Regions from separate parts of the Mus musculus genome. Here all the other regions are linked to region 1. Evidence: chromatin contacts called from public promoter capture Hi-C data. All regions are on one chromosome and are shown on one strand. Each heading gives the region's core, a stretch centred on a gene start, on an enhancer-like site or on the middle of the called end of the contact. The rest is flanking DNA. Distances are from core to core; before and after follow the strand shown. Region 1 holds the start of Samhd1 (SAM domain and HD domain, 1). Region 2 holds the start of Tgif2 (TGFB-induced factor homeobox 2). Region 3 holds the start of Myl9 (myosin, light polypeptide 9, regulatory). Region 4 holds the start of Src (Rous sarcoma oncogene).

Region 1 (5,660 bases), core at 1,228-3,727:
ATGTGTCTTAGTTAGGGTTTTACTGCTGTGAACAGACACCATGACCAAGGCAAGTCTTATAAAAAACAGCATTTAATTGGGGCTGGCTTACAGGTTCAGAGGTTCAGTCCATTATCATCAAGGTGAGAGCATGGCAGTATCTAGGCAGGCATGGCACAGGAGGAGCTGAGAGTTCTATGTCTTCATCCAAAGGCTGCTAGTGGAAGACTGTCTTCCAGGCAACTAGGGTGAGGATCTTATACTCACACCCACAGTGACACATCCATTCCAACCAGGTCACACCTATTCCAACAAGGCCACACCTTCAGATGGTGCCACTCTCTGGTCCAAGGATATACAAACCATCACAATATGCAATAGTGTGGTGGATAAGACGTGTAATTTCAGCAGTTTGGAGCCTGAAGAAGTTCCTGTACTCAAAGCCCAGTGAGGCTACGCAGTGAGCCTGTTTCAATAAATAAATAAGTAGCAAAGGGAGGGGCCGCTAGGGTGATGACCAATCTTGGCTAGACAACTTGACTGCTCCGGGAATTATTAGATTGTTAGATTATTTGAGACCAGAAGACCCGTCCTAAATCTTCTGGTTCTTCTGCTGGCAGCCCAGATGAAAAGATATGAGAGACAGTTAAGAGCTTCTTTGCCTGCTTGCCCTCGCTCTCACTAGCACATTCATCTATGCCAGTCCTGTGGCTTTCCTTTTGGACAAAAGCCAACTCCTTTGGGATTCTAGTGTAGACAGGGGGCCAGCAGCTCTCCAGGACTCCTCCAGGACTCCAGTGCCAGGCTGGGACTATTATGACAGACAACCAGCCTCCTGGACCCAACAGTTACCACATTCTTGGCCTTTTCCAGAGTCTCACAGCCATTGTTGGACTACATGAACTAAATCCTGTATAAATCCCTTTTAAACACACACATAAATATTTACTCTAACATTTCTGTTCCTTTAGAGAGTACTGACTAAGGCAGATTTAGTAAGAGCATGGTCTTTTGCAGGAAGCCCAGTCTCTGTTGTTTCTTAGCTCCCAGCTTTTTTTTTTTTTAAGATTTATTTATTTATTTTATGTATATGACCATACTGTCCTTGACACAACACAAGAGGGCATAGGATCCAATTACAGATGATTGTGAGCCACCATATGGTTGCTGGGAATTGAACTCATGACCTTTGGAAGGACTGTCAGTGCTCTTAACCACTGAGCCATCTCTCCAGCCCTCTCTCCCAGCTTTTATACTTCACTTTCCTACATCTGAAATTCGTTAAATGAATGTTTGTAAAGCCTTTAGAACAGGGCCCTGATCACATCAGCACTGTTTGCTAAGAATATTTTGGTTCATCCGATTTCTAGTTTGTCTGTTGTTTGTTTGTTGCTGGGTAATGAACATCGGGCCTCGAGCTTGTTTTGTTTTTGGTTTTGTTTTTTCGAGACAGGGATTCACTGTGTAGCCCTGGCTGTCCTGGAACTCACTTTGTAGACCAGGCTAGCCTCAAACTCAGAAATCAGCCTGCCTCTGCCTCCCAAATGCTGGGATTAAAGGCGTGCGCCACCACACCCGGCTCTCAAGCTTGTATTTTATGCCTAAGCATCACTTACAGCTGTCGGGCTCACCACTAAACATCTCATTTGTACTGCCTGACGTTAAAATACCTAGATGTGTATGTGTCTTGGTTTCTGAAGAGGTGTCGTAAATTAGTGGTCGTTGTACTAGTAATGGGTGGATAAAGATTTATGGGGAAGTTTGGGGTCTGTCCCAAAATGGCTTAACGCCAAAAAAAAAAAAAAAAAAAAAAAAAAAAAAGAAAGCCTGCTATTTGGACACTGACTAGTAATTAGTAAAAATACTGTCTATTTGGAAATAATAGGGCGGTCTGCTGCCAACTAACTGTGAATGTGGAATCTAACAGGACAGTCCGACAACCAGCTGGCAATCACTTCAGGGTTTTCCAGTTGGGCCAGTCCCTTGTTTTCTGCTCTGGGATAGGAGTGGCAGCTTTGTTGCCTTATAGGGTTTTTTTGTTTTTTGTTTTTAATTTTATTTTAACAAGTTTACAGCTTGGGGTGTTTGAAACCTGGCAAAACGTATTTGTTTCAGGAAGATACCTGCAGTTCACCAGAAGACCTTTTTAATCTGGAGCGTGGTGAACCTTCCTTAGCCCCAGATGCCCTCTTTGGCCTTGTCCTCACTAAAGTCTCCACTCTTAACCACAACTCAGTTTTGCTTTTCTAATAACACCACCCTTTCGGAGAAACACAAGGGCGGAGTTGAGGGCGATCGCGTAGGCATTGCGCTTGCGCAATGGGCCGGGCGCGAGCGCCCCGGGGAGGCCACGCTCCCAGGGCTGATGTCCGGGGCGCCTGCGCAGTAGGCCTGGAGGCTGGCAAAACTGAATGGACTCACTTTTGGGGTGTGGTGTCAGTGCGGCTGCGCGCGAGCCGGTGCCGCGGTACTTAACTTCGCAGCCCCGGGTGTCGGAGGTAGCCATGCAGAGCGCACCCTTGGAGCAGCCAGCTAAGCGACCCCGCTGCGATGGCAGCCCAAGGACGCCACCGAGCACTCCTCCTGCAACAGCTAATCTGTCTGCAGACGACGACTTCCAAAACACCGACCTCCGAACCTGGGAACCGGAGGACGTGTGCTCCTTCTTAGAGAATCGTGGTTTCCGAGAGAAGAAAGTGCTGGACATCTTCAGAGGTAGCGGGCCTGAGGGACGAAGGATGGCCACCGTGGGGCCGAGCAGGGAGAGTCCACATGGGAGGCATCCTAAGGGGGAGGTCTCTGGGGGAAGCGGCTGGCGGGAACCCGCCGCTGGAGAAGGAGGCGCCCTGTCGGGATGCGAACACACGGGCTACCCGAGGTGGGCACAGGTGAAGTGCAAGCCCATCGGTTCACTCTGGGCGGCGAACCTAGTAGAGGCCCAGGGAGGTTTGGTAGAAGGGTCTTTTCGGGAACTTGTCACTTCTGCCAGGAGCGATCCCCGCCCTTCTTAGAAGATTTTACCCCAGACCTCCGGCTGTGGCTTGCGGTCTTTCAGGCTCACCTGGCTTGGGAGACCCTTTTGTGCTAACCGCAGCTCCCGGAACACTTGGCCCCATGAGAGATTTTGAGCGCTTTTAAGTTTAACTCTGAAGCTGGTCCCGGAATTTGGGGTTTTCCTTAAAGGGGAGGGAAGGTGCTTAATCTCTGGATTCTCACTGACTATCATAATAGCCTAGTAGGGTTCAGTATGTGCTCATTGTATTTGCAGAGTGCTACTAAGGGAATTTCTCTTCCAACATAAGAGCAAGTTATTCACTGAAACCCCAACATTCCACAACTTGGCCACTCAAGAATTTTAAGAATTTTAAGGGATGCTTCTGGTTCTTGGTCTTGCTCCCGTCAACACTTTGAATCTGCTCAACTTTTTTTTTTTTTTTTTTTTTTTTTTTTCTTGGTTGGTGGCTGTGAAGCTTAACCCCTTGCATGATCGATCCCCGGAGGTGTTCGCTTGGAAAGTGGCCCCTCCGTGGTTATGATTTTCAAATTCAGTGAACTTTACTTCTTGTGGGGTGGAGCCCCTTGTGCCTAACTGAAGGACTGACTTTAAGAAAGCTTTAAAAGGGGTTGCGGATTTAGCTCAGTGGTAGAGTGCTTAGCAAGCGCAAGGCCCTGGGTGCGGTCCTCAGCTCTGGGGGAAAAAAAAAAAAGAAAGAAAGCTTAAAAATAGGAACTCACGTTTCTCTTTTTCTCTCCCTCTACAGAAGAGTAACTTTGGGGGTGGGGGTGGGGTAAGACAGGGCCTGTCTTATGTAGTCTCTATAGACCAGCCTAGCCTCGAACTCAGAGATCCACCTGCCTCTGACTCCTGAGTACTGGGATTAAAAGTGTAGGCCACCACACCTGGCAAGATTTCATTTTAACTATATATATATAGTTATATATATAGTTATATATATATAGTTATATATATATATATATATATATATATATAGTGCTGGGGTCCTTGAGGCCAGACTGGAGTGACTCCATGATGGAGTTGCTGCCACAGGGGTGCTGAGAACTGAAGCTGAGCCTTCTGCAAGAGCAGTGAGTGCTCTTAACCATGGAACCATCTCTTCTGGCTCTGTTTTTATTTTTAGTTATGTTTTTATGGGGGTGTTGGTAGGGGGTATGTGTATGATGAGTACAGTGTCTGTCACAGTGTCTGTCGAAGCTGTAAGAGGGCAGCCAACCCTCTGGAGCTGGAGCTCAGGAGCTGTGACTGGCCTAACTAAAGTGAGTGTTGAGGGCTGACCTCACTCCTCCCCAAGAACAGTGTGTGCCCTTTGCTGATCAGCCATCTCTCTAGCCCCAGATGATGTTTTGATAACCAAGATGTTAAGTAACTTTCCAAAGTCACATTATTAGACAAAAAAAAAAAAAAAAAAAAAATGCAGAGTTGGATTTTTTAAAGGTTAAGTCTTTGGATTCCCGAATTCATTCCAGTTATTTCTGAAATGGTGTTCTGACTAAAACCTTCTTGGGAGGCTGAGGCAAGACAGGCAAGACTTCAGGTTCCAGTCTCAGGTCTTCAGCTGTCCTAGACTAGATAATGAGATCTTATCTCAAAACAAAACACCATTGGAGAACAACATAGCCAAAATTAGAAAATCAACTAAGGCAAGAGAAAAACATCTAGTCAGTAGAAAACGAAGTGGGGCTGGAGAGATGGCTCAGCAGCTAAGAGCACTGACTGCTCTTCCAGAGGTTCTGAGTTCAGTTCTGAGTTCATGGTGGCTCACAGCCATCTGTAATGAGAACTGAGGCCCTCTTCTGTTGTGTCTGAAGAGAGCAATGGTGTACTCATATGCATTAAATAAATAAATCTTAAACAAATAATAAGTAAAAAAGCAAGAGACCATTGACAAACAACCACTGCAATACTAATTTTTAAAATACTGGGTTATAATTTAATAATTAGAAAAAAAATGTTAGATGAAATATGTATAACCAGTAAGGTTGATAGAAGTGCCCGTTAGGTCAACTATGGGCTGTTTGGCAATGCTTTTTGACTTACAGTGAATACTTATGGCTGACATTTATTATGTCTGTACTTTGTATGAAGGACTGCTATACACATCTATAAGCCATTTAGGGAGGGGTAGGCTTTTTTGTGTGTGTGTTTATATGGAGGATCAGACCCAGGGCTTTGTTCATGTTCTGTGTGGACTGTGCCACTGAGTCACACCCCCCAATCAGTCAGTAACCATGCAAGCATGAGGAATGGTGTTCTGAATTCTACCACCCACACAAAAAGTTGGGTGTAGTGGTGCATACTGATAATCCCAGAGGTGAGGGGGCAGGAGAAAGAAAGTTCCTGAGGTGCTGGCCAAGCACTGTCTCTGAAATGTATACATAAACTCACATGGGTACACGTACACATGAATAAAAGGTGAATAAATCTTAGAAAAATACTGGGTAGAGGAGGAAGGAAGGAAGACACCTGACATTGACCCCCAGCTCCCAACAAGCAGATGCACAGATGTGCAAATGCACCCGTACACAAGCGCGCGCACCCCCCCCCCCCCAAATGGATTCCGATTGGTATATATTGTAGAATACAAAGTATCTACTAAGAAAGATACAGGCTTTCATCACTGAGAACTAAGTTTAGGCTATTGGGTGGGAAAAATTGGTTATAT
Region 2 (5,831 bases), core at 2,597-5,096, 300 kb after region 1:
TCTGCCTCCTCAGTGCCAATTCTCAGCTTGGATTCTGTTTGCCAGGCTGTCCTGGAAACTTAGCATCTATTACCTCACTTAACTCTTTTGCAATCTGCTAAAAGGGGAAACTTGCACTCTCACTACTACCTAGCTACTCAAGAGAAATGCACACCTGGCCCCTCGCAGAAGCCCAACGTTCAAAGGGTGGAAACGATCCAGAGAGATCTTCAACAGATGGCCGAACAAACGAGCTATTTGGTCATAAAAAGAAATACCGTGGGCCTGGAGAGATGGCTAGGTGGTTAAGAGCACTGGCTGCTGCACTTCCAGGGGACCTGGCTCGGCTCCCAGCACTCACATGGTAGCTCACAGCCACCATAACTCCCAGTTCCAGGGAATCCAGTGCCTTCTTGTCACCTCCATGGACATCTACGTGGTGTAGACACACTCGCACGTAGGCAAAACATTCATACACATAAAACCAAACAAATTATAAAAGAGAGAGCACACTTCTGATGTGTGCTATGACATGGATGGACCTTGAGCACATGCTCCGGGAGAAGAGGCCGGCCATGAAAGCCCACTGTTACACGGTCCCATGTACGAAGGGATGCGCTCAACAGGCTGCTCACTCTACAGAGCTAGCTGTTCAGCAGTTAGTTAGGGAGGGGGAGGGGAGAAGGATTTTAGAATGTTTTAGTTAAAATTTTATTATATATACATATATAAAATATCCTTTGACCAAAGTGCTCTTTTCTCTTATTTTCCTCCTCCCACCAAATCCCTTCTCTCCCCGTCCCTCCCAGGATTTTACTTATTTTATATATATAAACATTCTGCACCACATATGCGGAGTCCTGGGAGGACAGAAGGAGGCGGGTCCTCCGTAACCGGAGCTGGATTGTTGTGAGCCTGTCTGTGCTGGCATCTGAACCCAGGCTCTCGGGAAGAGCAGCAAGTGCTCTTAACCCACTGAGCCATTTCTCCAGCCTCCCCCTCCCCCAGGTCCCCGGGCCTGCTTATTTTAAAAGTGAATTTCTGGGGCTGGAAGAGATAGCCCAGCAATTACGAGCATTTGCTGTAACGCGCTCTCACAGAAGCGGTGGGTTCCACTCCCCACACCCACATGGAGGAACACAACCACCCAAAATCCAGTTCCAGGGGAGTAGATGCTCTCTCTCAACATCCCAGGTGCAGATGAAAATCCACACACATAAAAAATAAAATAAAAAATGTCCCATCTTTTAAGACTGATTATAAAGAAGGATTTGAAATCGGGTAATTTTCCCTCCAAGGCCCGGAGGCGGGTCTGGTAACTGTTCACCAAGTCTTGCCGCCCCTGCCGCAGGCCGTGTGCGTAGTGAGTCATTCCTCCGTTGGTTTTTAGACCTTCTTCCTTGGTCCGGCCTCTGACCTGGTCCAGACTTAATCTCAGAATCCTGACCAATGAAGTGTGGCTCTGGTCCCTGCTTTAACTTCCACTGGGCTGTGTGATCCCAGTAAAGTGTCCTTTCAGAGTCTGAAGCCCTCCTCCTCCCCTGCTCCGTGAAGGAAGGTTTCTGCCTAGATAACTCCTATCAGCTGCCCCTCCAGCAGACAAAGTTCCCGTTCACAAAAGCAAAAGAAATTTACATTTTAATAGCACAAGTTCTAGGCCAAGGCTGGTCCAGGATCTGCATGCTCCTCCCTTCTCTGCCTTTTAACAGCTCCTCAGCAGGCCCAGCCAAAAAACTCTGCCATCTCCCAGGTTTTGTTTCCTCGACTTGGGCCTGAGCCCAGATCTCTGGGCTGGCTAAGCCAGACTTTCGAGGGAAGGGTCTACCTTCAGCCAGGCCACCTGGAGGTGAACCGGGCACTGCTCGGAGGCAGTGTTTACTCAGAGGAGCTCAAGGAGGATGCATTCTGAGGGCAGACATGTAGTCGGCCACCAGGACAGCTGCGAGACCAGCTCAGGGAGGCAGCGCTGGCGGCGGGTGACAAGTTTACTCAAGGTTATCTTCACTTATTCCACTCTGGCTGCCTGCCAGAACCCAGTCTTCATAGTTTCCCTTCCAGAAGAGCACCCCTCCGCATGAACTTTCCCCACCTCTGGGTCCTGCACCCTAGGGTTGTCTGCAGGTTAGACACACACGCACACCAGCGATACCTCAATTTCCCTCCTGCAAGTTGAGCGCTGTTTAAATAACCGACCCGACCCACTGCTCACATCCCGCAAGTTCCCAGAGTTTTACAAACACACATAGCTAAATTTACACACTATACCTAGGACCAACGACTAGACTATCGAAACTAGCCCAACTCCTGCACCCGCCCACCCACGAACTCCAAGTGACCTGCCCACCCACGATCTCTCCGACCCAGGAGCACGCACGTCACCACACCGGCCATCCATCAGTTTTTTATACAACTGGGTTATTGGAGGCACCCCTTGGACACTGCACCCCATCAATCTCCTACACACTCCCACAACACCATCTGCAGCCACTCCCACAGGAACTTTCTGACAACTCGCCCAGCTCCAGATACAATCCCCCGGGCCGCACACTGAGGCTGGAGTTCCCAGCAGTTCACACAAAGCGCGCAGCCTCCCCCGCGGCCCAGACGCAACGGAGCACATGGCTCATGGGGCGCCGACGAATCCGCCGGCGCTCAAGGCACCCTCACTCAACTGTCCCCCACCAGAGTCACGGTGCGAGCAACAGCTCCCCTGTCGGTCCGCCACCCGGCGCTTGGGGGTTGGGGGGGGGGGACGACTTTGCAAGGAAAAAAAAAAAACTCACGTGTCCATTTTGGGACAGGAAAAAGTTTAGTTCCCAGCCCGTTCCCTGGTACTCCGCGCAGGGTGACTCTTGGGGCGCGGGGCCGCCGGAGCGTGCGCGCTCGGCTTTGTGCTCCGAACTCGGCCCGGAGGGGGAGGGGAAAAGAGGGGGCTGGGCTCCAACCTCCGCGCCGCCCCCCCCCCCCAACTCTGCGCCTGGACTCCATGTTGGCCGCCCCCCCTACATCGGGGACGCGCACAGCCCCCGCAAGACGCTCGGCTGCCCTTCGCCTGGTCCCGGGGTCCCGGCGCGCACAAACTTTCTCCGCGTCGCCAGCCCCACGCGCCCCACAGCCTTGGCCCGCCTGGGAGTGACAGATGCCTCGGAGACAGACTTTCCTTTGTTCCAAAGGAAAGGGGAACTCGCGCGGGCTCCCAAGCCCTCTCCGTCGGAGCCCCGCCCGCGGCCCCCACCTCCAGCTGTCACTCGGCGGCCCCCGGTCCCGCTCTGTCGCCGTGCGGGAGGGGGGGGGGCTGCCGGCGGTTAGCAACGTGCACTTTTGAAACCAAACAAACCCGCTCCCCGCGCGCTCACCCCGCTGCAGGGCACCGGCTGCCCTCTCCCAGAGGAGCTTTGGGAGCTTTGGGAGCCGAGCCCTCCCTCAAGGACCCCGAACAGCGCCCCCCCCGCCAACCCCGGCATTCCGCGCCAGCGTTCCGCGGTCCCGACTCACACACACCCCCGGGGCTCACACACCCACTGTCGCACGCGCCGGGACGACGCCCCCTCCCCCGCCCCGTCGCCCCAAGAAACTTTCCAAGTTGTCCGCGCGCCTCCTCCCGCGTCTCCAGCCCCTCGGCGCCCCGCACTCACCTTCCCTGGCGGCTTTCCGGCCCACGCGGCCTCGGTGGGGTGTGGGACCACCCGGCCGGGGCGGGGGGCACCGGGGGAACGCGCCGCGTACCTGCCGGGTCTGACACCCGCCTGACAGCTCGCGGCTGGAAAGCACCTCGCGACCTGACGTCAGATCCCCTCTCCTCCCATCCCGCCTGCCGCACCCTCCCCCACCGCCCCGAGGCAGAAACAAACTTTGTGCAGAGCGTGGCCAGCTACGCCCACCCTCGGGGGCGGGCCCGCAGAGCCAGGGGGCTTCGCCCCGCCCACGCGTCGGAGGGGGCGGGCCCGCGGCACCTCCTTCCTGCGCCCACCCACCTTAGGAATGCCGCATGGCCGGGGCCCGGGGCGGAGCGGTGGGACCAGGGCTCCCGGAGTCAGCTCCAGGGCAGGAAGTGGCCCGCTCCTCCTTTCAGAGAGTGTTTCCGGAGCGCCTACTGTGTGCTCCTCCATGGGGGTGGGGGCACTACCAGGCACAAAGGGTGCCAGTCCCCGTACCTTTGTAAGTTCGCCTCCTCCTCTGGGAGCTTGCCCTTGTGGGGATGGGGAAACTGAGGCTCAGTCGGCTCAGAGTAACTCCCAGGTGCTAAAGGACCAGTTGTTTTGTCCGCTCATAAGGCAAACGGCGCGGCGAAGACCACTTGGGATAAAACCCCAAGCCTAGCGCAGATGGTCGGCCAGGGGTGAGTACAGGCTGCACCCCAGGAGCGTGAGTGAGGCAGGCACCGTGTCGCAATTTGGAGGTGGCCGCATTTACTCGCTGGTCCCTGCCTTACCACGTGTGCCAGTGTCCTTTGGCCAGGTGGGTCTGATGATAGAGCCGAGCCTTTCCCTTGGTGGCTAACCCCAGTTGGAGAGGGTGAGGCTAGGCGCTTCCAGCGGTCCAGGCTAGGGTCATTTTACCTCAAGTTTTCCTTGCGTCCAAGTTCCCTGACTGTTTGTCTGTCTCTTGCTATCTGCATAAGTGTGGCATAGCCTAACTCCAGCTAACAGGCCTTTTCTGGGTTTGTGATCATATAGGCCCAGAAACCTGAGACCCACGTGCCAGAACCAACAGCATCCGAACAGTCTTCCCTGATTGTTATTTTTTTTAATGCTGTTATCTTCTAATCATTTTACTGTTGAGTTTGGGTCTTGGGTCAGACTTAAGAGTGGCGCACCTGCTGCAGCTAAGTGACAGAGACAACAGCTGTCATTGCTGCAGCAGACTCAAGCTTTTGTTTTTCGTTGTACTGTAGTCACAAAAACTTTGGCAACCAAAGTTAAGTTTTCCTACCAGAAGGCCCTAAGCCAGTCAGGATGCCGATTAAAAGCATCTTAAGGTGGGTTTCATAGAAGCCGGACTTGCCTGGAAATCCTTGAAACCAAGATGGCCATCCAAAATCAAAAACATTGCCCAGAACCCTCTTTTTTACTGATGGTGACACCAAGTCTCAGAGAGTTGGTCACAAGCAATTTCTTAGCCAAGTCATATTCCAGCCACAGACCTTTGAAAGAATGAAGGAGATGGGAAATCTTAGGTAAGAAAAGTAAAAACCAATTAGGTCTTGGCAAAAAGCAGGGACTGTCATATAGGTGTGACATGGAGGGAAAATAGAGGGATAGCCCAGTGAATCTGGAGATGTGCCCTGGATCTCATACGATCCAGGCGTGTGCAGCAGGTGTCTTTTCTTTGTGACAGGAGCCTCTGGTGGGCAGTCACAAGCCCACGGATTCCACCAGTGACCCCAGGCCTGCTCACATGAGTGACGCGTTCCTCCCCATGGCCAGCAGCAGAGCGGACTGAATGCTGGGTGACAGGTCTGGAGTCTCCCTGACCCGCTTGGCAGGATCCAGGGTTGGGGTGAGGGGGGCTCTGTGTCAGGCTGGCTCTGTGTCAGGATTTCACATAAACAACTTCCCTAGCCTAAATATACCATGAACTCGACAGTTGCCAGGTCTGACTGCTCTGTAAATGTAGTTTAAGCTCTGTGCATCTTCACCCCAGGCATTCCCACTCCTGGGTTCATGATCCTGGAGCAGCTGTGCATGAAGTTAAAGCTTGCATGAGAGTATTCTTCATACCGCTGTTCTGGAAAAGCCAAACGTCTAGGTGCCCTTCCTGGGATCTGGATGGTAACTGATAATCATGGAACCATACGATCCCGTAAATCTGTGTTCCAAGTCAGAGAGGTCTGACATGAGTTTATTTTCAGC
Region 3 (5,281 bases), core at 88-2,587, 360 kb after region 1:
CCTTTCTTTCTTTCTTTCTTTCTTTCTTTCTTTCTTTCCTGTCTGTCTGTCTGTCTGTCTGTTTTGTTTTGTTTTTCTTGTTTTTTCGAGACAGGGTTTCTCTGTATAGCCCTGGCTGTCCTGGAGCTCACTTTGTAGACCAGGCTGGCCTCGAACTCAGAAATCCACCTGCCTCTGCCTCCTGAGTGCTGGGATTAAAGGCGTGCGCCACCATACCCGGCTCTGTTTTGGTTTTTTGAGTCAGGGTTTCTCTGTGTAGCCCTGGTTGTCCTGGAACTCACTCTGTAGACCAGGCTAGCCTCGAACTCAGAAATCCACCTGCCTCTGCCTCCCAAGTGCTGGGATTAAAGGCGTGCACCATCACTGCCCGGTTTGGCCATCAGCTTTCTTAGCCCATCCTGTCTGCAGACCTCTAGGGCAGGCCCAGCTAGGCTCCCCTAGTGTATCCCTGCCCTCTCTACATCCCTGAGAGGCATCCCCCCCACACACACACACACAAAGGGAAGTGAATACCTGTGAGAGGGTTGGGAGCCAGGACACCACGCTAGGCTGGGGCCAGTGGGTGGCAGGTTTGGCTCTTGAAGGGCCAGGCACTTTCTAGACTTGGTTGAGTGACTTAAATTAGGAATAAGCTGTGTCCTTAACTCTGAAGCCATATGCTCCCCTCTCTGGGGTCCTAGACACCAAGGATCAGACAGCTGGAACTTGGCGCGGTCATGGCTAGACCATCCCTCCCTCCTCATTACTAGTCTCCATAGCTGGCTGTGCCAGATACCCTGCTTTCCAACCGGCTCATCAAGCAACCAGGGCGGCTGGAGGGTTGTGAAGAAGCCAAGACCCCCTCATCCCACCGTTCTCTAGTGCACACAGCACTGGAGATAAGGAAGGCATGAGGTGGTTACCATCCCTCCTGGGGTAGGGTTTGCAAAACTGGGTGTGAGCGCTGTGCTTCCGTAGGGCTCAATTTCCTCTGCCACACACAGTTTCTTGGGTCAGGGATGCCCTCAACCCCCTCACTGGCATCTCTACAGGCAGGTAGCCTGGAGTTTCCAGGCTTGGTGTGTTAGGCTCTTTAGCAAAAGGACACTCTGGATCCTTGTTTCCTTGCCCAAAGACCAGTTTTCCGGGGCGCAGAACCACCAGTTGCTCAGTCCCAGGCCAGGGTCCCCTTTAGGACCCAAGCAAGGCAGTAGCCCCAGCCCACACCACTAAGCATGCCACAGCCCTCAGAAGGCCGGGTGAGGTTCAGCCTGACCACCTACTGTAGCTGCCCGGGTGCTGAGTGGGCTCCCACCTGCTGCAGAGAAGAAAAGTCCTCGGCGCTGTTGCGGTGCTTCGAGAGTTGGCTGGCAGCAGCTCCGACCGATGCTCGATGCTCGGAGCTCTGGGGGCGGAGCCGGGGCTGGAGGGTCCGCAGGCCGCCCGGCCTTACAAGGCAGAAGAATGCGCGGGGGTGGGGTGGGGGCGGGGCTGAGGCAGCCAGCCCGGCCTTATTAGGCCTCTGCTTGCAGGCTGAGAAGCTGGGGTGCCCCTGGAATAGCCCCCCTCGACGCAGCCTTTCTCTGGGTCGGCCCAGGCTGGGGCATGGAAGCAGATTGAGGTGTCAAGACTGGCAAGAAGGGCGGAGCCTTCAGCGTTTCCCAGCTCTCCGACCCCCTCTTGTCCCAGAGGCCCCTGCTGTGTCTGGTGGAAGGCTGGCTTTCACCCGGCCAAGTATGGTCCTTTTTTTTCAGGGAGACTCAATCCTCACAACAGCGGCCATCACTCTTTCCCTAGGGCTTTCTGGCATTCAGTTACTTTGTAAATAGCTGCCTGGCTCCGCAATGGGGCAGGCAACTGATCCATCTGCCTAGGGAGCCCTGGGAGCCTGAAACCGCCTACATCCCGGGACAGTTCTGAGCTCGGCTGAAAAGGAGTTAAGGGTGATGCTGGGAAATGGAGCCAGATTGAGAGGAGATGGAGCCAGATGCGGTGGTTCATGCCAGTAATCTCGGCATTTGAGAAGCTGAGGCAGCAGGATTGCCAACATCGAGTATAGTGTAGGTTCCAGGTCAGTCTGAGCTATGGAGCAAGGTTGTCTAAATAAATAGAAGGTAACAGTTTTTATCTGTCCTGGCAACATTAGAGGTAACAGTTGAAACACTTCCGGAACTAGAATTTGGGGAGTAGTTTAGCTTAGCGTAGAGGTCAGAAGTCACAAAGGAAAAGTAATGGATGTCAGTGCAGGAGATTTAGAGAGCGTATGGCACGCTCAAGGACAGGAGAGCAGACAGTAAGTGGGGGAGATGCTGGTTGGGCTTATGGGGCAGTGGGAAACTGGGCGACAAGGGGAGGGGTTCTGGAAACACTTCAGTGCTTCAGCCAATAGGACTTGAAAACGGACCAGACTGGAATGAGAAGAAAGTTGGCTCCAAGAATTCAATTCTTTTAAAAATTCTATTTATTCGTGATGAGAGTTGGTGTGGAAGTCAGTGGACTGTTGCAGGCCTGCCTGGCCACATACGAACAGCAAGTGCCATTACCAAGGAGCCTCTCTCACGCCCCAGCTCAGGATTTCAGTGGGGCAGCTGGAGAGAGTGCTGCCATTTTCTTAGTTGGGCAGCGTGGGCGTAGGCGGAGCAGATTTGGGAGAGATCCATTTTGTCTTGGATTTATTCATTTTTGGAAACTTTCTTTTGAGATAATTTCAAGCATACTAAGGTTCTAAGACTCGTATAGAAAACTGACTTCCTTGAGAGTCTCCAGTTGACCTTTGGCTCCTCACTCTTCCCTGTGGGAATATGCACATTGCCCAACACTTGATAGTGAATAAGATTTTAGTATATCCTAAAAGGAGGACTCTTTTACATATTGATAGTATATTATCAAAATCATAAGATTTAACATTGATTTAGGCTTTTAATTTATGACCTATATTCCAATTGTGCCAGATGTCTCAGTAATATCCTGTATGGAAATTTGTTCTGGTCCAGGTTGTGTGTGATGGGTGAGGTGCAGGTGCCATGGGCATCATTCTATGGAGCTTGAAGATGATGTCATGTAGCTGGAGGGTGATGTCATGGAGCTGGAGAATGTTGCCATGGAGCTGGAAGATGTTGTCATGGAGCTGGTTGTGGTGGATTGAATATGCTTGCTCAGGGAGTAGCACTATTAGGAGGTGTGGTCTTGTTGGAGTAGGTGTGGCCTTGTTAGAGGAAGTGTGTCACTGTGGGGGTGGGTTTTGAGACCCTCATCCTAGCTGCCTGGAAGCCAGTCTTCTGTCTGCCTTTGGATGAAGTTGTAGAACTCTCAATTCTTCCAGCACCATGGCTGCTTCCTGTCATGATGATAAAGGACTGAACCTCAGAACCAGTAAGCCAGGGCCAATGAAATGTTATCCTTTAGCAGAGCAGTAGTGGCACACGCCTTTAATCCCAGCACTCGGGAGGCAGAGGCAGGTAAATTTCTTTTTTTTTCTTTCTTTATTTTTATTTTTATTTTTATTTTTGCAGGTGGATTTCTGAGTTCGAGGCCAGCCTGGTCTACAAAGTGAGTTCCAGGACAGCCGGGGCTACACAGAGAAACCCTATCTTGAAAAACAAAAAAACAAAACAAAAAAATAAATGTTATCCTTTTTAACAGTTGCTGGTCATAGTGTCTTTTTACAGAAATGGAAACTCAAAGACACTGGTCCTCTCTATCTTTATAAGAGCTCTGCTGATAGAACTTGTCACCAGGCCTTTGGCATAAACCCCATTACCCACTGACTCGTCTCACCAGTTGTATAACTTTCCAAGTTTTTTGTTTTAAGTTTATTTACTTTTGCGTGTGTGTATATGTGTGTGTAATGCATATTATAATGATACACACATATACACATATATACATATATTTTTTGAGATGGTCTCATGTAACACAGGCTAATCTCAGACACTGTGCCCTGAGGATGCCCTTGGACTTTTGATCTTGCACTTCTGCATCCCAAGTGCTAAGAATCAACCTATGGCCTCCTACTTGCTAGGCAAACACTCTTACCCAGTGAGCTGCATCTTTAACTTCTTTTACAGATAGATAGACAGACAGACAGACAGACAGACAGACAGACTTGGAATTGGTCCCAGGGACCTACAAAGGTCCTTAAAGCAAGTGTTGAGCTGAATATGATGGCATATGTTTTCTAATCCCAGCACTTGGGAGGTAGAGGGAGGAATTCAAGGCCAGCCTGGTCTACATAGTGACCTCTAGGCTAGCAAGGCCTCCAGAATGAGGTCCTGTCTGACAAAAAGACAAGGGCTGTCCCATGGAATACCCGTATGTCCATTTCCTTACCCTTTAAGGCTGAATATGCCATATTTGCTTACCCACCTCTGGATGGACGTTTAGGTAGTCTTCCTGTTTTGGTTACTGTGCTCAAGCTGGGGGCATAGCTCAGTGATAAAGCGCCTACCTACTTAGCGTGCATGAGGCCTCGCATTGCAAAAGGAAAAGGAAATGAATGAAAGATGCTGCCTTTAAATTTTGTTTAAATTTATTTTACGTGCATGGGTATTTCATCTGCATGTCTGTGTATGGACTGCCTGGTGCCAGAGAGGCTAGTGAATCCACCAGGACTGGAGTTCCAGATGGTTGTGAGCTGTCCTGTGCGTGCCCTGTGGGATTGCAAGGTCTCAGGCAGCTAAAGGTGGACTTGACTTTGATATGAGGCTGAGGATACTCTCTAATTTCTAACCATACTACCTCTGTGTTTGAGTGCTAGGACGACAGGCACGTGCCACCAGTCCTGGTTTCATGATGTGTTTGGGACTGAACCCAGAGCCTTGGGCATGCTAGGCAGGTGCTGTGCCAACCGAACTTCATCTCCCAATGCTGCTTTTTGTTGATTTATTTGCTTATTTGTTTGTTTTTGAGAGAGGGCTTCAACTATGTAGTCCACAGCTGGCCTCAAACTTACAGAGATCTGCCTGCCTCTGCCTCTCGAGTGCTGGGCGAGACATGCTTCACCACACCTGGCTAGTTGCTTTGCTTTAGATACAGGGTCTCCTATGTAGCTGGAGCTGGCTTTGAACTTACAAGCTTTCTGAGTACTTAAGTGACAGGCATGGACCACTATGCCTGGCAATAATGCTACTTAAAACATGGCTGCTCAAATAATCTCAAGTCCCACTTTCAGTTAGTTTGAGTACATGCCCGGAAGTGGAATTGCTGGGTCATAGTGTAAGTTTTTTAATTAAATAGTTTTTCCTTTTACTGAAAATGGACTTTTTGCCCTTGTATAATAATATATCCTGAGTATGGTTTCTCC
Region 4 (5,605 bases), core at 1,928-4,427, 290 kb before region 1:
ATGCCAGGGCTCACAGTGACCCAGCACACCCCTGTCCTTTGCTGCAAGCATCCTCTTCTAGCAAGCCCTGCTCAAGCTGGGACGGTTAGACCCATGCCAGCCAAAGCCGCACAGATGGCAAGGCTGAGCCCAGAGACACTAACAGACTTCCCGATGCCACATACAGCAAACAGGTCCCACTTTCTGTACATTAACTAACTAATGCCGGGCACAGAGCCTTCTCTGGAAAGGGAGAGATGCTTGGCCGTTCAGGGATGAAGAAACCAAATCTCAGAAAGAGACAATGAAGGACCCAAAGACACACAGCACATAGGATAGCCAGCAGTCAGAACTTGAACTCAGGTCTATCAGATGCCCAAGCATGATCTCCAGTTTCCTGCTCTCCAGCTCCCTCCCAAGTTTCTCCCTCACCCTCACCCCGACCCTGCACTGCACTTCCTGATCCTTGGGCTCTCAGTGCCTCTGGCTTTCTGGGTTGAACTCCTACTAAACCTAGCTTCTTCCTCTTCTTCTTCCTTCTCCTCTTCCTCCTCCTCCTTCTGAGACCTGATCAGGGCTCCCACAGAATATGCAAGTCCAGACTGCACATCTATTCCATTAGCTGTGTACCTTGCCCTCCAGCTTAATCTGGTTCATAGAGAGGATACCCACCTGCTCCCTATGTAAAAACTGGAGGCCAAGATCCTCCTCCAGGCTCCAGTGGGCCCTCATAGGGAGCAGTCCTATTGATAGCGGCCCCATTGGATCATCCTATCTCATAGCTCTCCCTTTGGTTCCCCACAACAATTATACACCTCCCCTCACCTCAGGGCCTTTGCACATACACACCTCTCTCTGCCTGGCACACCTTCCCCTAGCTTCATGCCCAGACGCCCCCTAAATTCCTCCTTCAAGAGTCCTCTGCCTTTATCACAGCCACGAGTATATATTCATTTATCTGGCCACTTGCTTGATGCATGGCCTATCCCCCACACTCCAGTTTCTAGGAGTCAAAGACCTGCTCACAGTTTCCCAGCAAGTCCCCAGGCAGATGACCTTCTGAATAGAAAGGAAGAGCACTGACCCAGCTGCATTCTTGGCTGGCCCGCCACTGCTTCACTCAGCTTAAGCCCCTCCTCCAGGAAGCTGTCTGCTCCTCCTACCACAAAGCTGCTCAACAAAGTTCCCAGGCCCTGGTGCATAGTATATGCTCAATGCGCGATCAAAGTCAGCAGATGGACAGCAAGAACAAAGATCATTTAACCATGTCCTTCCGAGATTCCTGGGGGGCTAGGGGAGCGAGACACACCCTATCCTCACCCCCACCCTCAGATGACAATCAGGGAAGAAGCCCCAAACAGGAGCCAGCCTATGTGCTGGAGGCTGGTGGGGGAGAGGGGGTTCGGGAAAAGGACACAGGAGATAGAGGAAGGTGGGGTGGGAGAGATTAGGGTTGCCCTAAGGCTGGGATGAACAAGGATGAACAAGAGACTAGGGGGAGGGGACGGAGCAGGGAGCATGGCACTCCTAGCACTCATTAGTGTGTGCCCCATGATGTAGACAGGAGGTCAGCTGAGAGGTGACACACTGTAAATCACTTCCCTTGTGGAAAGGTTACCTCACCCAGACACACCTCATCTCCAGTAGGGCCTTATGTCTCTGCCAGGTGCGAGAGATATGGAGGGAAACTTCCAACAATGCCTTGTGCCTGATCTAAAACTACACACCCTTCACCGTCACGGTGGGTTAAAGGGCAGCCAGACAGCTCCTCAGGAAGGCTATATCCTCCTCTGCAGCTGCAGACCAGGCTAACCCCGGGAGGCGTTCACTGGATATCAGCAGCTCTGGTTATAACTGCTCCATTTTCTTTCCTGTGGTTCTGCAGCTAGCACCAGGGCCTTGAACAAGCTGAGCCTGTGCTCTACCACCGAGCTACCTCACAAGCCAACTGATCGATCCTCCCTGAGAGGACTGAGGCCAAAGGGAACCCTTTGTAGCACGGAGTTACCCGCTTCTGCAGGCAGCTGTGCCACAGGTACCTCAACCATCCTGTGCGAGCGAGCTCCAGGATGGGACTCATTTATTGAGCACGCCCCCCCATATATGCCAAGTCCTGGGCTGCGGAAGTGCAGGGAATAGTCACTGATGTGAATAGTCCAAGGGGCGGTCCCTGGCTCAGGTCACTCAGGAAAACAAGAAACCTAGACACCTGGACTCCATAAGGTTGGAAGAGTCCCCTGCCCCCGCCCCTGCCCCCGCCCCCGTGTCCACCTTGGTAACTAAATCTGACCTATACCCAGATGACCCCAACACCACTTGCCTTCACTGGGCAGTCTGTAAAGCCGGGAAGACCTCAGGGTCCCAGAAGCCTCACACACCTCTGTCCACCTTTCTAATCGGAATGCCTCAAAGGTTTATGGGATGGATACCCAGAGTGAGTCCCCTCTGTTCACCCCACCCTTCAACCAGCCCACCTACCACTGAGGAGGGCCTTGGCTCAGAGAGCTAACTAAGGCACAAGTGGTGGTGGGTCGTAGTAGGGGGCACAAACTCACCTCCAGTACCTGCCTGGGTGGGCAAGCGGACCTGGTGGCGGTAGTGAAACCCCAAAACTTTTGCCAACTTCTGAGTCCATCGGTCGCTGGGCCTGCGCAGGGGCGAGGCTGGGGGTTGGGGGGGATGGGGGGCGAGGACAGGGTGGCCCTGTTTCTTCCAGACCAGCAGCACTAGGCCCTACCCAAGGCCCCAGTGAGACCTAAGGAGGTAGTGTGGCCCTCCAGGTGCCCCTTCCCCAACGCCCACCCCACCCCCACCGCCCACTCCGGGCCGGGGGCGCCAGGCCCAGCAGCCGCGATCGCGGGCGGCGCCGATCGGCCGGGTTTTCAAATGTGGCCTAACCGAGCCAGGGGACTCTGCGGCCGAGGGTCCCCGCGTTCCGGTGCCCCCCGCACCCCGCTCGTCCTCCCCCGCGCATCCCAACAAAAGGCCGCGGCGGGCAGCTCGCGGGCCGCGGCGTAGAGTGGGCAGGGCGGGAGCCCGCAGCAGGGCGCGGGGCCGGCGGGGCGGGGGCGCTCACCTGCACGGCGACCGTGAGCTCCGGACGCGCCCGGGCGGACCCCAGCGGGGCGCGCGGCGCTGGCGGGCAGCGGCCTGGCCGCTCCGGCGGGGCGGCCGGTTGGATTCCGGGCCCGGAGAGACAGACCGAGAGAAAGGGAGGAGGCGGCGGCGGTGGCGGCGGCGGCGGCGAGGGGGAGGGAGCGCGCGGGAGGAGGGGCCGCGGCCGCCGCGAGCCGGAGAAAGGAGGAAGCGCGGACCCGGGCCCCGCCGGCGACCCGGGAGACCTGCTGTGCGAGCCGGGCCCGCGCCTCCCGCACCCAGCCCCCCACCCCCCGCAGCTCCGCCCGCGGGGGCGCCCCCCCAACCCCACGCCACGCGCCGGGCTCGGCCTCCCGGGACCACGTTAGCGTTCAACCCTAGCTACCTGAGCTACGCACCGGTGGCTAGCACTGTCCGGAAACTGAGGCACTGGCCACACCAGCCTTGACCCTGAGTGTCTCTAATCCTCAGAGACTGGAACCGAAGGGACAGGGAAATAGTGAGGGGGAGAGGCAGTATTGTTAAAATGTATCAAAAGGCAAAACAGTGGCTCACTATGTGGCCAAGGCTGGCCTTGAACTTGCGGAGCCTCCAGCCTCTGCCAATGGAGGGCAGGAACTTGCGGGGCCCAGCTCAATTAGGCCAAGCCTAAATTCACTTTCAATGCATAAGGAGACCGTGTGCATCTGCTGGGCAGTGTGCTTGTTGCCAGCCACTGAGGATGACAGAACCAACCGGACAGGAAGTAGAGAAGAAAAATGGGGCAAGCGGGATGAGATGTGGCTTCAGGCTGGTCTCAAAGACCACCAGGTTCTAGCGCTGCCCGTTGGGGGTCCAGGAGCATCCTTGACTCCTCCCGTTCACTCTGGAAAGATGGGCCTGACCATCTATCAACCATCTCCATGTTCCTTCCTTGAAAGTGCTTCCATCTCACAGACAGGGAAACTGAGGTTCATGTGGCACAGGCCTGGGCTTCTGGCAAAGATCCCTCCCAAAGGGCAAGTCCCCCATCATCCTAGATTGTGAGAGGCTCCAGCCCCAGGGTACAGCTATGTCTCCCAGGAGACCAGGAAAGGGCAAAGCTTTGAGTCAGACTGATCTGAGGTCACATCTAGGCCAGGTGCCTCAGGGTGTGTTCTGTCCACTAGCTTCCTGTTCCAGCCCCCTCTGTTGTGAAGAAGGAGTGGGCCAGGCTGAAGATCTGAGGGCCTCACTGACAAGAGCAAGTGGGGCCAGGGTAGCCCACTGTGGCCACGGGGACTGCTCAGGGTTTCTCATGAACAGCGGGCAAACTAGCCAGCCACTCCTGTTCGCAGGGCTTGCTTAAAGATTAACGGCAGTTTCCCAGGGCTCCCCTGGGCAGGCTCTGGCTGGAGGAGCAGGTTTCTCCGCCCTCCTCCATGCCTAAGATTTGTCTAATGGCCTTTACTGGCCACTCTGGGCTGAGGGAGGGGAGGGGAGGGTGGATACTCTTCCTGTGAGGCACTGGGGCTGGCTCTCAAACGGCTTGCAAGCACTTACTGAGCAGTGTCCTTCCCTGTGCCATACTTGGTGATGTCAGACTGGTCACCTGGTGTCAGCCTCAGAGGAAGTACGTTCTACTTGGAAATGGGGAGAAATGTGACAATGAACCCATTAGTTTTTCCTTCCAGAGAGTTGGTTAACTATTTGCCAAATGTATCACTACATCTGTCCCCAGAAATTCAACAGGAAAGGTCTGGGTGGTTCTAGAGCTGAGAAGACAGAGAGCTTCAAAGCATAAACTTTAGACTGACAGGCTAAGGTTGAACCCGGAGCTCCACCGTTGTGCAAATATATGCATGACCTAACGTATGCTATTTCCCCCTGAGCCGCAGTATGCCAGCAGCCTGCCCAGTGGGTAAGGCTTCCATGAGAGAGACGAGGTAGGTTTGCACTGATAAGTCCTCACAGTCTTACGTGGAAGAGTGCTGTTGGCTCTGCTGCAGACACAGCCTCCCTCACACGTGCCCTCCTTGAGGGCAGCCTTACATCAGAGGTTCTCAGAAGAACCACCCAGCACAAGGGTTTCATTACTGAACTTTCTGAGTACTCTTTGTTGTTAACCATCCCTCCGGGCTTCCGACTGTAACCCCTACCAGGAATGCCCACCCCTACCACCAGCCTCCACCCTCCCAGGCCTTCGTGATCCTGGGTAAGGGCCATATCCTCCAGGACACGTTTCTAGACACACCCCTGATAGAGACACAACCCCAAGTCCATTCTGGGTGTGTCTGTTTGTACCCTGAGGGCAGGAGCCATGGCCTGGCCTATGCCCAGTATAGAGTGGTCACTGGCCAGCTGGCTGTAGAAAACACAGTGATGTGGCATCCACAGACTGTACGAGGACAAGTTCCAACCTTCCTATCACTGACTCTGACTCTCCTCCTTCTTAGTTACTCACCACTCAAATGGGAACGATCATCCCCATTGCAGAATATGATGGGAGAGATATTGGTCTGGCCTGGCAGACAGATGATCATGTACCTTATTTTGCTCTGTGTTAGTAAAA

Evidence for each region. Promoter capture Hi-C pulls out the DNA fragments that hold promoters and counts their contacts. Capture Hi-C pulls out chosen DNA fragments and counts their contacts.
Region 2: a promoter capture Hi-C map of adipose tissue shows a contact between it and region 1. The contact joins the promoter of Tgif2 here to the promoter of Samhd1 in region 1. A contact is called at or near these places in 5 of 39 promoter capture datasets (the C10 cell line, embryonic stem cells, frontonasal cranial neural crest and 2 more), 2 of 484 Hi-C or Micro-C datasets (both in embryonic stem cells), 9 of 115 datasets of contacts at active chromatin or transcription factors (effector CD8 T cells, embryonic basal ganglia, embryonic stem cells and 5 more) and 2 of 9 other capture datasets (adipose tissue and liver).
Region 3: a contact with region 1 is called in a promoter capture Hi-C map of pre-B cells, with 3 times the contacts expected there. The contact joins the promoter of Myl9 here to the promoter of Samhd1 in region 1. A contact is called at or near these places in 8 of 39 promoter capture datasets (the C10 cell line, HPC-7-derived erythroid cells, embryonic stem cells and 5 more) and 3 of 115 datasets of contacts at active chromatin or transcription factors (differentiating embryonic stem cells, embryonic basal ganglia and microglia).
Region 4: a contact with region 1 is called in a promoter capture Hi-C map of adipose tissue. The contact joins the promoter of Src here to the promoter of Samhd1 in region 1. A contact is called at or near these places in 1 of 39 promoter capture datasets (the 3T3-L1 cell line), 1 of 484 Hi-C or Micro-C datasets (embryonic fibroblasts), 2 of 115 datasets of contacts at active chromatin or transcription factors (memory CD8 T cells and pancreatic cancer cells) and 2 of 9 other capture datasets (adipose tissue and liver).

What each region holds. Positions count from the first base shown.
Region 1 is chr2:157,131,913-157,137,572 of GRCm38.p6, reverse strand. Samhd1 (SAM domain and HD domain, 1) reads left to right here and starts at 2,477. Exons shown (of 16, transcript NM_018851.4): 1 at 2,477-2,694. The coding sequence starts at 2,484.
Region 2 is chr2:156,838,022-156,843,852 of GRCm38.p6, reverse strand. It overlaps Tgif2 (TGFB-induced factor homeobox 2), which reads right to left and starts at 3,846. Exons shown (of 3, transcript NM_173396.3): 1 at 3,615-3,846. It overlaps LOC115486128, which reads left to right and starts at 2,605. Exons shown (of 5, transcript XM_030252280.1): 1 at 2,605-2,671; 2 at 2,854-4,137; 3 at 5,317-5,435. The coding sequence starts at 2,605. The coding sequence ends at 5,318. It overlaps Gm14230 (a long non-coding RNA gene), which reads left to right and starts at 5,764. Exons shown (of 2, transcript XR_003953756.1): 1 at 5,764-5,807.
Region 3 is chr2:156,771,520-156,776,800 of GRCm38.p6, reverse strand. It overlaps Myl9 (myosin, light polypeptide 9, regulatory), which reads right to left and starts at 1,337. Exons shown (of 4, transcript NM_172118.1): 1 at 1,295-1,337.
Region 4 is chr2:157,421,865-157,427,469 of GRCm38.p6, reverse strand. Src (Rous sarcoma oncogene) reads right to left here and starts at 3,177. Exons shown (of 15, transcript NM_009271.3): 1 at 3,056-3,177.